Linked DNA regions of Mus musculus: regions 1, 3 and 4 are each linked to region 2. A link is a contact called in public HiChIP or PLAC-seq and promoter capture Hi-C data. All regions are on one chromosome and are shown on one strand. Each heading gives the region's core, a stretch centred on a gene start, on an enhancer-like site or on the middle of the called end of the contact. The rest is flanking DNA. Distances are from core to core; before and after follow the strand shown. Region 1 overlaps Armc2 (armadillo repeat containing 2). Region 2 holds the start of Snx3 (sorting nexin 3). Region 3 holds the start of 5730435O14Rik (RIKEN cDNA 5730435O14 gene). Region 4 holds the start of Ccdc162 (coiled-coil domain containing 162).

What was found. Promoter capture Hi-C pulls out the DNA fragments that hold promoters and counts their contacts. HiChIP or PLAC-seq counts read pairs in DNA pulled down with a chosen protein or histone mark. Capture Hi-C pulls out chosen DNA fragments and counts their contacts.
Region 1: a contact with region 2 is called in an H3K4me3 HiChIP or PLAC-seq map of bone marrow-derived macrophages, with 7 times the contacts expected there. The contact joins the enhancer-like site here to the promoter of Snx3 in region 2. A contact is called at or near these places in 5 of 39 promoter capture datasets (the 3T3-L1 cell line, the C10 cell line, cranial neural crest and 1 more), 3 of 484 Hi-C or Micro-C datasets (the HPC-7 cell line, bone marrow-derived macrophages and cortical neurons), 6 of 115 datasets of contacts at active chromatin or transcription factors (CD8 T cells, bone marrow-derived macrophages, lineage negative bone marrow cells and 3 more) and 2 of 9 other capture datasets (adipose tissue and liver).
Region 3: a promoter capture Hi-C map of liver shows a contact between it and region 2, with 2.7 times the contacts expected there. The contact joins the promoter of 5730435O14Rik here to the promoter of Snx3 in region 2.
Region 4: a promoter capture Hi-C map of pancreatic islet shows a contact between it and region 2. The contact joins the promoter of Ccdc162 here to the promoter of Snx3 in region 2. A contact is called at or near these places in 1 of 39 promoter capture datasets (cranial neural crest), 1 of 115 datasets of contacts at active chromatin or transcription factors (pancreatic cancer cells) and 1 of 9 other capture datasets (pancreatic islet).

What each region holds. Positions count from the first base shown.
Region 1 is chr10:41,966,667-41,969,934 of GRCm38.p6, reverse strand. Armc2 (armadillo repeat containing 2) reads left to right here. Exons shown (of 18, transcript NM_001034858.3): 9 at 3,132-3,234. All of the region lies in intron 2 of Gm33058 (a long non-coding RNA gene), which reads right to left. Among named protein-coding and RNA genes, the nearest start is that of Gm33058, 9.4 kb to the right of the region's middle. Within about 2 kb of position 1,289, at least 18 of the 459 cell types and tissues checked have an H3K27ac peak or open chromatin away from gene starts, as enhancers often do. A contact at or near this core is called in adipose tissue and bone marrow-derived macrophages, where this site is marked.
Region 2 is chr10:42,500,586-42,504,102 of GRCm38.p6, reverse strand. Snx3 (sorting nexin 3) reads right to left here and starts at 2,049. Exons shown (of 4, transcript NM_017472.4): 1 at 1,611-2,049. The coding sequence starts at 1,772.
Region 3 is chr10:41,566,439-41,569,539 of GRCm38.p6, reverse strand. 5730435O14Rik (RIKEN cDNA 5730435O14 gene) reads right to left here and starts at 1,524. Exons shown (of 4, transcript NR_045341.1): 1 at 1,441-1,524. All of the region lies in intron 37 of Ccdc162 (coiled-coil domain containing 162), which reads left to right.
Region 4 is chr10:41,715,018-41,718,142 of GRCm38.p6, reverse strand. It overlaps Ccdc162 (coiled-coil domain containing 162), which reads left to right and starts at 1,680. Exons shown (of 48, transcript NM_001358562.1): 1 at 1,680-1,739.

The sequences.
Region 1 (3,268 bases), core at 40-2,539, 530 kb after region 2:
GTCACCATATCATAAGAACTGTGGAGGACGGGGCTGGAGAGATGGCTCAGCGATTCCGAGCACTGGATGTTCTTCCAAAGATCCCTGGTTCAATTCTCAACGACACAACTGCAGTGCCTTCCCAGAGGAGCTGACACTCTCACACAGACATTCGTGCAGAGCACCAGTGTACATAAGATAAAAATAAACTAATTAATTAGAATAAAAGGAACTGTGGCAGTAATACAAACCAAGACTGAAGCTATACAGAGGCCAAAGCTCTACACTGAATCTCCTCTTCTTGCTATTGTTTTTTTTTTCTGCCCACCAGTTTGATATTACAGTCCAACCATTTAACAGTATTTATTTAAAAACATGCAGTAAGCATGTGAGTTATTTGGATTTCTTGAATTCTTTGGCTCCATAGAGATGTTAGATAGCCATTTTAATTTTAATCCTTTTTAAAAAAAAAACTTGTGAAAATATGTCAGTCTGTATTAAGAGTGTTCAAAGAGTACAGAGATACTCTGCAGGAGTGCAGCCATATTCAGGAAGGGTTAAACTCTAGCAGCCTTGGCAGAGGGCTAACAACCAGATGGACATGTCCTATGTGCCCTTTGTGGTTAGGTAGAGTGGGAAACTGGAGTGATCTCAAACTTCTTTAACTTGGAAAACAAGTAAACAAAACCAAAGCATCTTTTTTTGTTTTGCTTTGTGTTTCTGTTGTTTTGAGACCGGGTTTCTCTGTGTAGCCCTGGCTGTTCTAGCACTCACTCTGTAGACCAGGCTGGCCTCGAACTACAGATATCTGCCTGCCTCTGCCTCCCAAGTGATGGGAAAAAAGGTGCCCCCGCCAAAAGCATCATTTTTTAATGTAAACAGAAAAACTACCCTACCAGGAAAACATGCATTGGCAGAAATACATCCCAGCCGGGCGTGGTGGAACATGCCTTTAATCCCAGCACTTGGGAGGCAGAGGCAGGAGGATTTCTGAGTTCGAGGCCAGCCTGGTTTACAAAGTGAGTTCCAGGACAGCCAGGGCTACACAGAGAAACCCTGTCTCAAAAAAAAAAAAAAAAAAAAAAAAAAAAAGAAAGAAAGAAAGAAAGAAAGAAAGAAAGAAAAAAAGAAAAGAAGAGAAAAGAAAAGAAGGAAATTCATCCCAGCCTTGGGAACCTCTAAACAAGACAACCAAAGTCCCAGGATCCATCACTGAACTCTAGAGAAGAGACAGTGACCAGCCAGCCAGCACCTCTGTCCTCCCCAGTGCTGGCACAGTGCTCCAAGCTGTTGATGTTGTTCTGATGAAACTTGGATACTTGTGTTGTTGTTTGATTTTGTTGCTATTTCTTTTTCTGCTTTTCACACAAGTTGAGGTGGGAGATGGAGTGAGGTGCTTTGGGACCACTTATTGGGGTGTTTTGTCAAGTGTAGACCATAAGCTACCCACTGCAGTAGGAAGATGAGCAACTCAGAGATTTTGGTCTCAAGCCCATGCAGTAGAGCCTGCCAGCGCACTCCGCCCTCGCCCAGATGTGGAAGGGGCTTTCAATTTGCTTCAGTCAGCTCCTTTGCTGGGATTTAAAGCCATGTTGTCATAATCACTGTCTTAATTTTAACTTCCCATTTTCTTTTCTTCCTGAGAGCAGAAGGAATCCCTACTCTGTCCTGTAAATGCCCTGGCAAGTTATTAAAACACAAGTTGGGCTGGGGACTTGGCATTCCCAGAGCAGGAGGTGGGAGACCGACAGCTCTGTGGGTGGGTCTAAGCCCCCCACCCCCTTCACTTCTTGCTGCAGAGCCAGGCGCATGCCCAATGGGCTGCTTCTCAGATTGCTGTGCCCAGGCCCAGAGCAGGCGCAGTAGGTGCAGATGCTCCATCATGCTCCTTCCTCTGCCTCGCCAGCCACAGACAACATGCCCATCTTTCTTTCTCCCTCAGGGAACAGCTCAGCCCGTGAGCAGTTAAGTGCTCGGTGGTATTTGTGGCTCTAACAGATAACTCGGATATATTCGACTATCTTTTTAAAAAGTTAACTGAAAGCCCAATAAAGTATATCGGAAATAACTTTTTAAATAGGAAAATAATGACCCCTGTGCCATCATTTTCACGCAGAAGTCTTTATTTGTTCAGAGGAGCCCATTCCTACAGACTGGTTTTCACACTGTCGCAGAGGGCACACAATCTGAACCAGAAATTACAGATGTTTTTATTTTCAAGGCTAATAGCCTGAGTTTGACCACAGTATAGAAAGAGGGAACCAACTCCTGCAGGTTATCTAAAGAGCGCTGGCTTTAATCCCAGCACTCTAGGAGCAGGGGCAGGTGAAGCTCTGTAAATCCAAGGTCCTGCTGATCTACACAGTAAGGCCCTGTCTCCATAAAACAAAACAAAACAAACAAAACCAAGTCATTTTCTCTTCTGGGATGCTCACTTCATTTGAAGAGTTTTGCTATTCTGAACTTTATTAGATGTTTCCCCATTAGTGACCATATTTTACCACTTTAGATAAATGTGCAGTTAAAGTAGACCCTTGGTCAGCCAGCCACTCTATTTTTATAAAGGAAATTGTTCTTCCTTATTGCCTTGTGCTTAATTGACTTAGATATTGCTGTGTGGTTTAGAAAGTGATTTCAGCTTTGAACAATGATTATCTCAAGGTACCAGAAATAGCCCCAAGAATAAGCGGGACACAGTCTAAAGCACTGGCTTTAAGTTCATTTTTATACAATGGCAGAGGGGCATGTTTCCTTTGCTTCCGCTCCTCGGTGGACTCTTTTCTAGGTGAGTTTAATCTGAACTTTGGTATCCTTCATCGATTATCAGTATATTCTAAATCAGTTGCTATGTAATGACATACTCTCTTAAAAGTACCGAATAGTTTGACACATCAATGCAAAATGTTTCCCAGTGAGAGACAAATGGTTTGTTAAAGCGTTCTTACCTGAAAGGCCGCCAACATTGTTTTTTAGTACAGCTGAGTTAGGTATGGTAGCTGACACAAAAGGTGGCCTAAACCTTCCTAGGTTGTTCCCTTAGAACGTTTCTCATGTTTTAAACCCTCTGCCTGTACCCTGAGTGTGGAGGTCTTCAAGGTGCCAGGCCTTTATTTCCTCCTACTTAGAAACGCAAGTGTGTTCTTTCTCTGCAGCTTAAAGTGAGTGGAAAGAACCTTCTTAACGTCTGCAAACTGATATTTAAAATCAGCAGGAACGAGAAGAACGACACCCTGATGCAGGAGGATAACATCCTGGGTGAGTCTCCAACAGTGCTGCTGGGGGCCGACCC
Region 2 (3,517 bases), core at 800-3,299:
TTAAAACAGGCTTGGGTAAGAATTTATTTCCCTAGGTCCACGGAAGCCTGAATTTTGCAATCTTCAGAAAACAAGATACTAATTTGGCTCATGTTTTACACATCTATACAGTTCAATGAGTAGCCTGAAAAACCAGGCCATTTAAGCTTAATATCTCAAAAGTTTGATGATCCAAAGACAGAGAGACACACAACTTTTAATTCCAGCAGTTGGGGCCAGCCTGGTCTACATAGTAAATTCAAGGCCAGTCAGGAGCCTACATATGAGATTCTATCTCATAGGGGAAAAAAGTTTGATTAGTTCAACCATTCTTTAAAAGTGTGTAAGTTTCACAAGCTAAATATATACAGCACTCCTGGGCCGTACAACTTAAAAATGACTAGGATGGCAAATTCTGTTTACCACACAAAAAGTGCTTACTTTAATAAGAAATTCCTTCACATAAAAGCTAATGTTAAGCTGGGCGTGGTGGCGCATGCCTTTAATCCCAGCACTCGGGAGGCAGAGGCAGGCGGATTTCTGAGTTCGAGGCCAGCCTGGTCTACAGAGTGAGTTCCAGGACAGCCAGGGCTATACAGAGAAACCCTGTCTCGAAAAAAAAAAAAAAAGGCTAATGTTAACAATGATCATGAGTCCTCTAAGGCCAAAATTCTCATGGTTACTATTTAATATTTAATTTTTAGCAATGAATTAATTTAATAAGTTTTTTTTTCAAATGTGGAAAAACCCTTCCATCCTGCTCTACAGAGTAAAAAAAGCAGTACTTTCATTTAGTGTCCCTCGAATCATCTAAATTACTTACTGCCAAAACCCCATTAGTTATGGGATTCTAAGAGTACGTTTCTACTTCACCCTATTCCTTTTTTCAGTTGAAGTGAAAAAGCTAAAGCCAGACACTTAGATGAGTAGGGTTCCCTAGTCCCGGGCAGTTGCTTTTTTGGACACTGAGGAAGATGACATTCCACACACCTAGGCCTTCAGCAGGACAGCCAAGCATGCTAAGGTCAACCATTTCTCATCGCTGCTAACCGCTTGGTTGAGCCCTACCACAAAAATCTGACGCGCTCCCGTGAACTCGCCATCAAGTTCTGCTCACAGACGTGTACGGCCCAGGATACTCTTACTGTAGCTTGAGACAGGCCTGGAAAGAGCAGCTAAGCTTGGCTTCACTACGTCTTGGTAAGCGTCCAGGAAAAAAAAAAAAAAGAGACAGGGAGGGAGAGAGGGCTTCAACTTTGCGCACACACGCCCCCCTCCCCCTTTCTTCCTCAGTCACACCTAGCTCTCTTTTCGGAGAACAGTGTTCTCGAAAGATCTACCTCTTCAACTCAAATGTCAAGCCCAGATCAGCTGCCTGAGATCTCGGCTAGCAGAGCTCAACCCACGCCCTCGTCTTCCAGCACCTTCTACCGGAGCCAGCGAGCTGGTCCCCATACAAACTGTCCACGGAGAGCGAGCGAAACCCTGGCTCACGCCTCCGCCCGCAGACAAGCTGCCTCGCAGGGGCGTCTGGCCTGGGCGGCCGCTGAGACCTCAAGGCCCCGCGCCGGGGTCCGGCGGGACTTGGCGGCCCCGGAGCGAGGGATGCGGGAGAGGGGCGGACGCCTCACCTTGACCCTGATCTCGTAGGTGGTGAAGCGGCCCCGGCCGACCCCCACGGTCTGCGGGTTGCTCACGTCGATCTCGAGGAAGTTGCTGGGCGGCCCGTAGGCGTCATTCAGATTCTGCGGCTTGGTGATGAGCCGCCGGGTGTCCGCTACCGTCTCCGCCATTTCGCTGTCGCCGCGGCAGCCGCGGGCTTCTCTCCACCGCCTTCCGCCAACGCCACCGCCGCCCGCCGCGGGGACTCCCGGCTCGCGCGCAGCGAACGGAGACGAACGAGCACGTAGGACGGGTGGGCGTTCGTTCCGCGCGAAGCTCCGCCCCAGGCTGCTCGGGCTTCCGCCCTCTGCCCAGGGAGAAACAGCTGACTGGCCTGAACGCCGCGCCCGGTTCGCAGGCCCCGCGGCGGCCCCGAGGGACACTGCGGGGTGGGGCTGAGGCGCGGCGGCGTCACGGGACTGTGGGCGCCAAGGATATGGGGAGACTACAATAACCACAATGCCTCGGGCGAGCGCGCCGCCGCCGAGTGACGCGCAGGCGTAGTAGGGGAGCTCTGGGGAGGAGGTGTGGGTTTCCGGCTTTTCTGACCCAGCTTCTCTGCGGGGAGGGACTCCGGAAACGATTTTAGCTGTTCTGGCGCAGTGAAGGCAGTCGTTGGGACGGCAGGGAGGAGACAAAACTGCCTATGCTGTAAGACAGCCAATCCAGTGCATCACTGTGATCCCTGGAAATTCATTTCTAGAAACCTTTAATAAACGTCTCAAATGAATCAGTACACATCTGTAATCCTGACCTTTGGCAAATGGAGAGCGGAGAATCAGGAGCTCGAGGCCAGCCTGGGCTACATGAGACCTTATCTTTAAAAACCAAGGGAGAGCCGGGCGGTGGTGGCGCAGGCCTTTAATCCCAGCACTTGGGAGGCAGAGGCAGGCGGGTTTCTGAGTTCGAGGCCAGCCTGGTCTACAAAGTGAGTTCCAGGACAGCCAGGGCTATACAGAGAAACCCTGTCTTGAAAAAAACACAAAACAAAACCAAAACAAAACAAAAGGCTTTTTAGCCAGGCGTGGTGGAGGCAGAGGCAGGCGGGATTTCTGAGTTCTAGGCCACTGGTCTACAGAGTGAGTTGACAGCCAGGGCTACACAGTAGCCCTCAAAAAACAAACAAAAAATGATGATGTAACTCAGTTGGTAGATTGATTGCCTAGGATTCATAAAGTCCTGGGTCCAGTCCCCAAGAAGGACATTAATCCCGGCATAATGTAATGCCAGCACTCAGAAGGCTGAGACTCAGAAGTTTCAAGGTCACCCTGTTCTACACTGATAGATTCGAAGCAGTAAATAAGGGAGTGGAATTTTTTAAACCTGATAAGCTCAAACTAAGGTCAAACAGTGCCTAAAGACTGGTCTGGCCCCTGAAATAAGAAAGCAAAATAAGAAAGACAAGATGAAGGCCGGGAACCCTGTCTGGGTAAGCGGCCACTCTTGTTTCCCACAAATCCTGGTAAATGTGTTTTGTTTTTAAGCGGTAAATCTCAAATTGTACTTGGAATGCTACTTAGAGAAGCCTTTATACAAAATGGAAAAAAGGACCAGGGAAAGACTCAGGAAGCTGAAGGGAGACAGGAAGATAGGGGAGTGCCAAGAACCAGGATACCAGGAGCTAGTGCATCCGGTTGTCAACCCAATACCTGAACAAAGCCATTACGTGGCCTAGGCAGCGTCACGTGACCTTAGAGTCCCTTCAAGTCAGCCTACAAAAACAGCAGTGTAGCACAACCATAAAGCTAGCAAGTTCCAAAGTTAGTTTATTTCCAGAGTACAGGAGAATACAGATCTGAAAAGAGTTGGAGATACGGGCTACTGATTAACAGTGCTTGTCGTGCAAGTACGAGGACCTGAGTTTGGACCCCCAAAT
Region 3 (3,101 bases), core at 275-2,774, 930 kb after region 2:
AGTATAAAAAAGTTAAAGAGAGAAAAATGAAAAAGGCCTATGATACACTGAACTAGGAACTTTTTGTTTGTTTGTTTTTGGTTTTGCGAGACAGGGTTTCTCTGTGTAGCCCTGGCTGTCCTGGAACTCATGCTGTAGACCAGGCTGGCCTTGAACTCAGAAACCCGCCTGCCTCTGCCTCCCAAGTGCTGGGATTAAAGGCCTGCACCACCACTGCCCAGCGTAGGAAATATTTTTGAAGTGTACAGTTTGAGGGGGAAAAGCTAGTAACAGGCTAACAGCATCAAAGAGTAGCATTTCATTCCCCCCCCCACATTTCCTCCACAGCAGAAGTAGCACCAATAATTTTACATTTGTGTATATCAGAAAAGCTATCTGAGCTCTTTACCACCCTAAAATGTAGTGTTTAACAGTATTTACCCTTGGCAGGAAGCAGTTGCTAAAATTGAAAGAATTCATTTTGAATGACTCTTATGTCTGAGAAGGCGGCATGAGGGAGCACACATTCATGCTTGGACACCAGGCTCAGGGTCATTCATTAATAAGTGCTTGACAGACAAATCATCTCCATGCAACTATTACAATAAAAAAAAAAAAAAGAAGAAAATCTGTCCTGCTAGGCACAGTGGTACACACTTGTAATCCTAGCACTCGGGAGGCTCAGGCAGGTAGACTAAAAGTTCCAGGCCAGGGGGCCAGTAAGATGGATCAGTGAGTAAAGGTGCTTGCAGCCAAGTGTGGGTGACCTGAGTTCCATCTGTGGGTCCCATGGTGAAAGTGGACAACCAACTCATGAACATTGTTCCATCAAACCCACACACAAACACCATGGCATGCTCACATGCATATGCAAACACAGACACACACACACACACAGACACACACAGACACACACAGACACACACAGACACACACACACACACACACACACACGCAATGAAAAGGGAGGAAAATGAGTTCCACCCCAGGGAGCAGTGAGATGGCTGAGTAAGTAAAGGGGCTTGCTGCCAAGATTGGTGACCTGAGTTTGATCCCCAGAACCCACACAGTGGAAGGAGAAAACAGACTCCAGCAGGTTGCCCTCTGACCTCCACGTACAAACTTACACACATTCGTCAGTTAGTTAGAGGAAAGGAGACAAGAACTCCAAACTAGCCTGGACTACACAGAAAGAAAGACTGTATTTCTTTTCTTTTTTTTTTTTTTTAAGTTAGTAAATAAATAAATGAAATTTAAAACTTAAAAAAAAATCTGTTTTGGAAAAATGTGCTCAATTTTGGGTGGATATTGTTTTCTTCAGGTTTACATTTTTCTTAAGTTTTTGGAAATGTTCCCATAATTTTTACATTAAACATTTTAACCCTTAGTTATGAGGTAGAGGATTCTCAAGTGTGGTTGGAGATCCGTTTCCCCCAGATACAGATGTAGTCATATACTTACTCGGTGTTCATTTACACTGAAGCATCACTGTGTGTGCTGATGAGAGGCCCCATCTCCCAGGGGCAGGGGCCTTAAATCAAAACCCACTGTGCCTTGCTTTAAAGATTGGAGATGGCTCAGGAATGAAGAGTGCTTGCTGCTCTCGCAGCAGTCCCCAACACTGGGCGGCTTACAAATATGTTTGCTTTCAGTGGTGTACATGAACCCGTGCCGGCATACACACATAAATAAAAATAGTATGCACAAATAAAAATAGTGTATTAATCCTCAAAAACAAAAAAGAAAGGCCATTCTGCCACACGGTGCCACACAATGAGCCATGATGCAGAGTAAAACGAGTGTAAGGATCCTGAATTTGATATTTCTCAGGTTCCCTGAAGACTCTCAGAGAAAAAAGGTGGGATGGTGGTTTCCATGGGTGGGGACAGAAAGGGCAAATTAGTATTCAGTGGGTACTGGTTTTATTTTGTGAGATGGAAAGAGATTTGTCATGTGGTCATGATGCTGCCACTGTTCTGTATTTGATGACAGTTAAAAGAATAAGTTTTGTGATGTGTGTGTGTAAGTGTGTGTGTGTATATATACACACATATATACATCTGTATGTATGTATGAATTCCTGCTCATATATATATGTGTGTGTGTGTGTGTGTGTGTGTGAGCATTATATATATATATATATATATATATATATATAAAAGCACCATACACACACACACACACACACACACACACACACACACACACACACACACACGAGCTGCACACTGTTGCTCAGCCCATCGCTGAGGATAAGGATCTTTGATTTTTGGCAGGGCACGGAATGTTGTTTTCACTTTGAGGTCACCAACTCTACCATCCTCCTGCTTCTATTTCCCAGCTGCTAGGTCATAGGCGTGTGTCACCACACCCAGCTAAGGATAACATCTTGTAGGAAGGAAAGTAGGATTTGCAGGCGGGGCAAATCTCTATCAGGTGTATCTGCAGCTCAGGAAGTGCTTGGAGACCTTGGAGACGCCAGCCTCTGCTCACCTGTTGTCTGCTCACGCATGTTGTCTGCTCACACATGTTGTCCTCGGACACTGTACTGTCCCACCATCTGTCTTCTTGGTCAGTTTGGGCCATTCTTTAGCCTCTTGATGCTCTGAGCTCTAAGCATCCTTGTTTAAGTCATTAGTAGCTGTGAAGTCAGGACAAATCCCAAGTCCCCAAGCTGCCACACTAGACCTCCCAGGCTGTGCAGCTGCCAAAGACATGGGCCTGGAGCACGCAGTTATTCTGCCACACAGCCATGCTCTTCCAGCATGCTCTTCCGGTTCTCGAGCATCCTGCTGCTCTATTTCCTGAGAAAATCAGGTCAACCTGGCAGTCTTTCTTTAAAAACTCATGTCGTTGTCCAGTCTTTTCCCAGTTTCTAGTAAACCAGTCTCCATCCACCACTGGTGCTAATATTTTTTTCCCTTGAGACAGAGATGGAGTCTATTAAAAAGAAAGCTAAAAAAAAAATACATGTATCTATTTATGAGTAGAGGGCACATGAAGGCCTGATAGAGGTGTTGTTGGGGCCACATCTTGAAACACAAGAGGAGCTGGCAACATGAAGACAGGCAGGGGAAGGCACAGCAGAGCGTGAGTAGAGAGTGGGGGTGGGGAGGGAGCAT
Region 4 (3,125 bases), core at 431-2,930, 790 kb after region 2:
TTAGGTTTGGGTCACCATGCCCTGCCTAGGAAAAGCAATTTTAAAGGACAATCTATTTCCCTAGGAAGTATCAAAAGGTGTGCAACATAAACAAAAGGTATGCGCAAGTGTGGACCTTCTGGAAAAAGGAACAAGTGTGACTCATCTTCATGGTGAGAAGCACCAGCTAGGAGCCCCAGCCACGGGTGGTTTGCTACAGGGGATTGTATTTAGAGCTGTTCGTAGCAGAGCGCAAGCCCCCAAACCCCAACCCTCTGGTTTAAGCAGTGGATCTACTGTAAGTGTCAGCCTCCTGGCCTTGGAAATGTCTGCAGTGAATTCTGTCCAAACTCCATCCTGTAATCTCTCCAGTTTCACTTTCCTCCACAGGAATATGAGCTCTGTCATTAAGGTTAGAAAGAAAGGGAAAAATCCCACCAGGGCCTTATCTCAGCCCTGAACACTTAGGAAAGGGTCTACACCTGCTCACTTACTAATAAAATCATTTTTGTGTGAAATAGATGGCTGGCTTTTAACTCAGTGGTAAAGGGTTTGACCTGGGCCAGACTCCCAGCTCAGGATAAAAACAAGGAAAATATATTGGGAAAACAAATTACCATACAAAAAGTGTAACCACTTATAACTATTTGAATGTTTCAAATAAGAATTGAGAATTGTCTCATAAAAGTATAAGATAGTTTGAAAAAAAAAACCACTTAAGATTTCAGAGTGAATATGAATAGACTTGGTTCAAAATCAGTCTTGTCTGCACAAGCCAAGAATTCCACAGAGCCTTGGGTTTCCCTGTAACATGAGGGTTCTACTAATCCTGCCTCACTAGGTTTCTGTGGGGGAGTACAGTGCCCAGCCAAGGGTCAGCAGTTAGGGAAAATTGTAAACCAGGGGTTCTCAGCCTTCCTAATGCCGTGGCCCCTTAGTTAAGTTCCTCATGTTATGGAGCCCCCAACCATAAAATGATTTCATTGCTACCTCATAACTAATTTTGCTACTGTTACAAATCATAATATAAATATCTCTGATATGCAGGATACCTGTTATGCAAACCCCGTGGAAGGGTCGCAGGAGGGGGTCGAGATCCACGGGTTGAGAATTACTGCAAAATGCTTTTGTTTATGTGCAGGGTGGAAAAAGTAAAAGATGAGTTCACATGGGCTAAAGCCAAAACTGTAGAAATCTCGGTAACTGAGTTGGAGTGTTCTAATTTGCTTACTTTCTTTGTGGAAATTGAAATTGCTTTTGCTTGTTTCGGATCCTAGGTTCCTAAAGGGAGAAAGACTATGGTGGAACCCTGTGGTGCAGAAACAACATGATCACACACAAGTTACTGCTGGAGTCTGTTTTGGTTGTTAGGGTGACATTTAGTTACTAGGAACCTGTGAAGAATGGTTTTGTCACTCCACAGTTACTAACGCAAACAAATCTGCCTCCACAGTTACCTGCTTGCCAAAGCCGCTGACTCTGGGTGGGCGGAGCCAAAGCTGTCTGTCCTGGGGGGGGGGGGGGGGGCGTTCTCTGGGCAGCTTCGGAGTTGCTGGGCAACTTCCTTGCTGGAACAGGAAGATTTCATTAATCTTTTCACTTCACTGAAAAAGAATTGTTTGGGTTCTCTTTAATTAGAAATTAGAAAGAGAGAGGGAGGGAGAGAGGAGGGGGCAGGGGAATCGGACCATTCTTGCCAAGGCAAGCCTCAACTTCCACGAAACTGTGAAGCCAGAGCAGTCCTGTGTTTGGAGCAGCAGGTATTGTGAGTCTTCTAATACTGGAGGGAGTTGGGCTCTAGAATTAACTGTACTGGAGCAGGTCACTGGCAGGGTGGTCATTTCTGCTTTGTTAGAGCTGGACTGGAGGGAAGTCAGCTTTGGGTGATGTAAGGTTGACGTGAGAGACACGCTACAGTAGACTATTCAGGATGGTGGCTTGAAAAACCCTGTGGGGTACCAGGGTAGGGACGGAACACCGCGGGCCTCATGCGTGCCTTGAATTCACGATCCTCCTGCCTCACCAAGTTTGTGCCACCATAGCCAGTTGATAAAGTAGTATTTTTAAGCCATAGCAAACTAAGATTAAACACAAGTTTGATTTTTTTCACAATGATTTATTATTTGTGGTTATGTGGATGTGGATGCCGTGTGTGTGTGTGAGTGCCCATGGAGGTCAGCGTATCAGATCTGGAGCTGAGGCAGTTCATGGGAGTGTCCCGGAGAGCTGCCCAAGCTCCTTACCCACTGAGCCATCTCACCAAAGACGCATGGGCGGGCAGATGCACGGCTGGAGTTATTGATGTGCCGTGAAGAACACCTGTTAGTGACTTCCTGAAGCGCTAGTGAGCGCTAACTGAAGCTGAGTCACTGAGCATTTCATAGATGTGACATATGGGTTAATGCCAGCTGGACCCTAGTCCTCTCCAAAAGAGCATCCAAGATGAAAGCTCTTCTTGGGCACCGCTGCATCTTTCTGTTAAAATGAGCTGAGGACGAATAAGAAACAATCACTTGCCCGAGAATGACTTACCGTGTAAATCAGTTAGCCCGACCAGTGCCCCCGAGGGTTGCTTGGATCCTGCCTGCTCGTCTCCAGGGAGCATTCCTCTTCCGGTGTCCTATCATACTTGATCAAGTGAGGAGAATTAGATGGAATCATTTCAGAGTAGTGGTTACGAAGCCTCTGATCTCCAGACACCCAACCTGGTGCCCTTTCAACTTACGACCCAGACTGTTGACCTGATCACGGACGGTCCTACGTTGTCACAGAGCTGCCTCAGAGCGTAAGAACAATAGAACAGCTTTCTTCTCTGCTGCTTTCTGCTAAAGTGGTTAAGTAGGCATTTACAAACCTCTCGGCATAGATAGTAATCATCACCGGGTGGGTGTGCAAACTGAGCACTCGAATTGCCTGTGACATTTAGTGTTTCTTGTATCAAACAGGAATTCGGTGAGTCTGTGTAAATAAGGAGACGACACCCAATAAGCCTGTGAAGGAAAGGGAAATCTAATTCCGTGGAAAGAAACTTTAGGCCACACACACATTGTTTCTCTAGGCTGTCCCCAAACTGGGAGTCCTCCTGCCTCCACTTCTGTAGTACTGGTACTGCAGGTGTGCACCACCACAGTGGGTTGAGGTGCAAA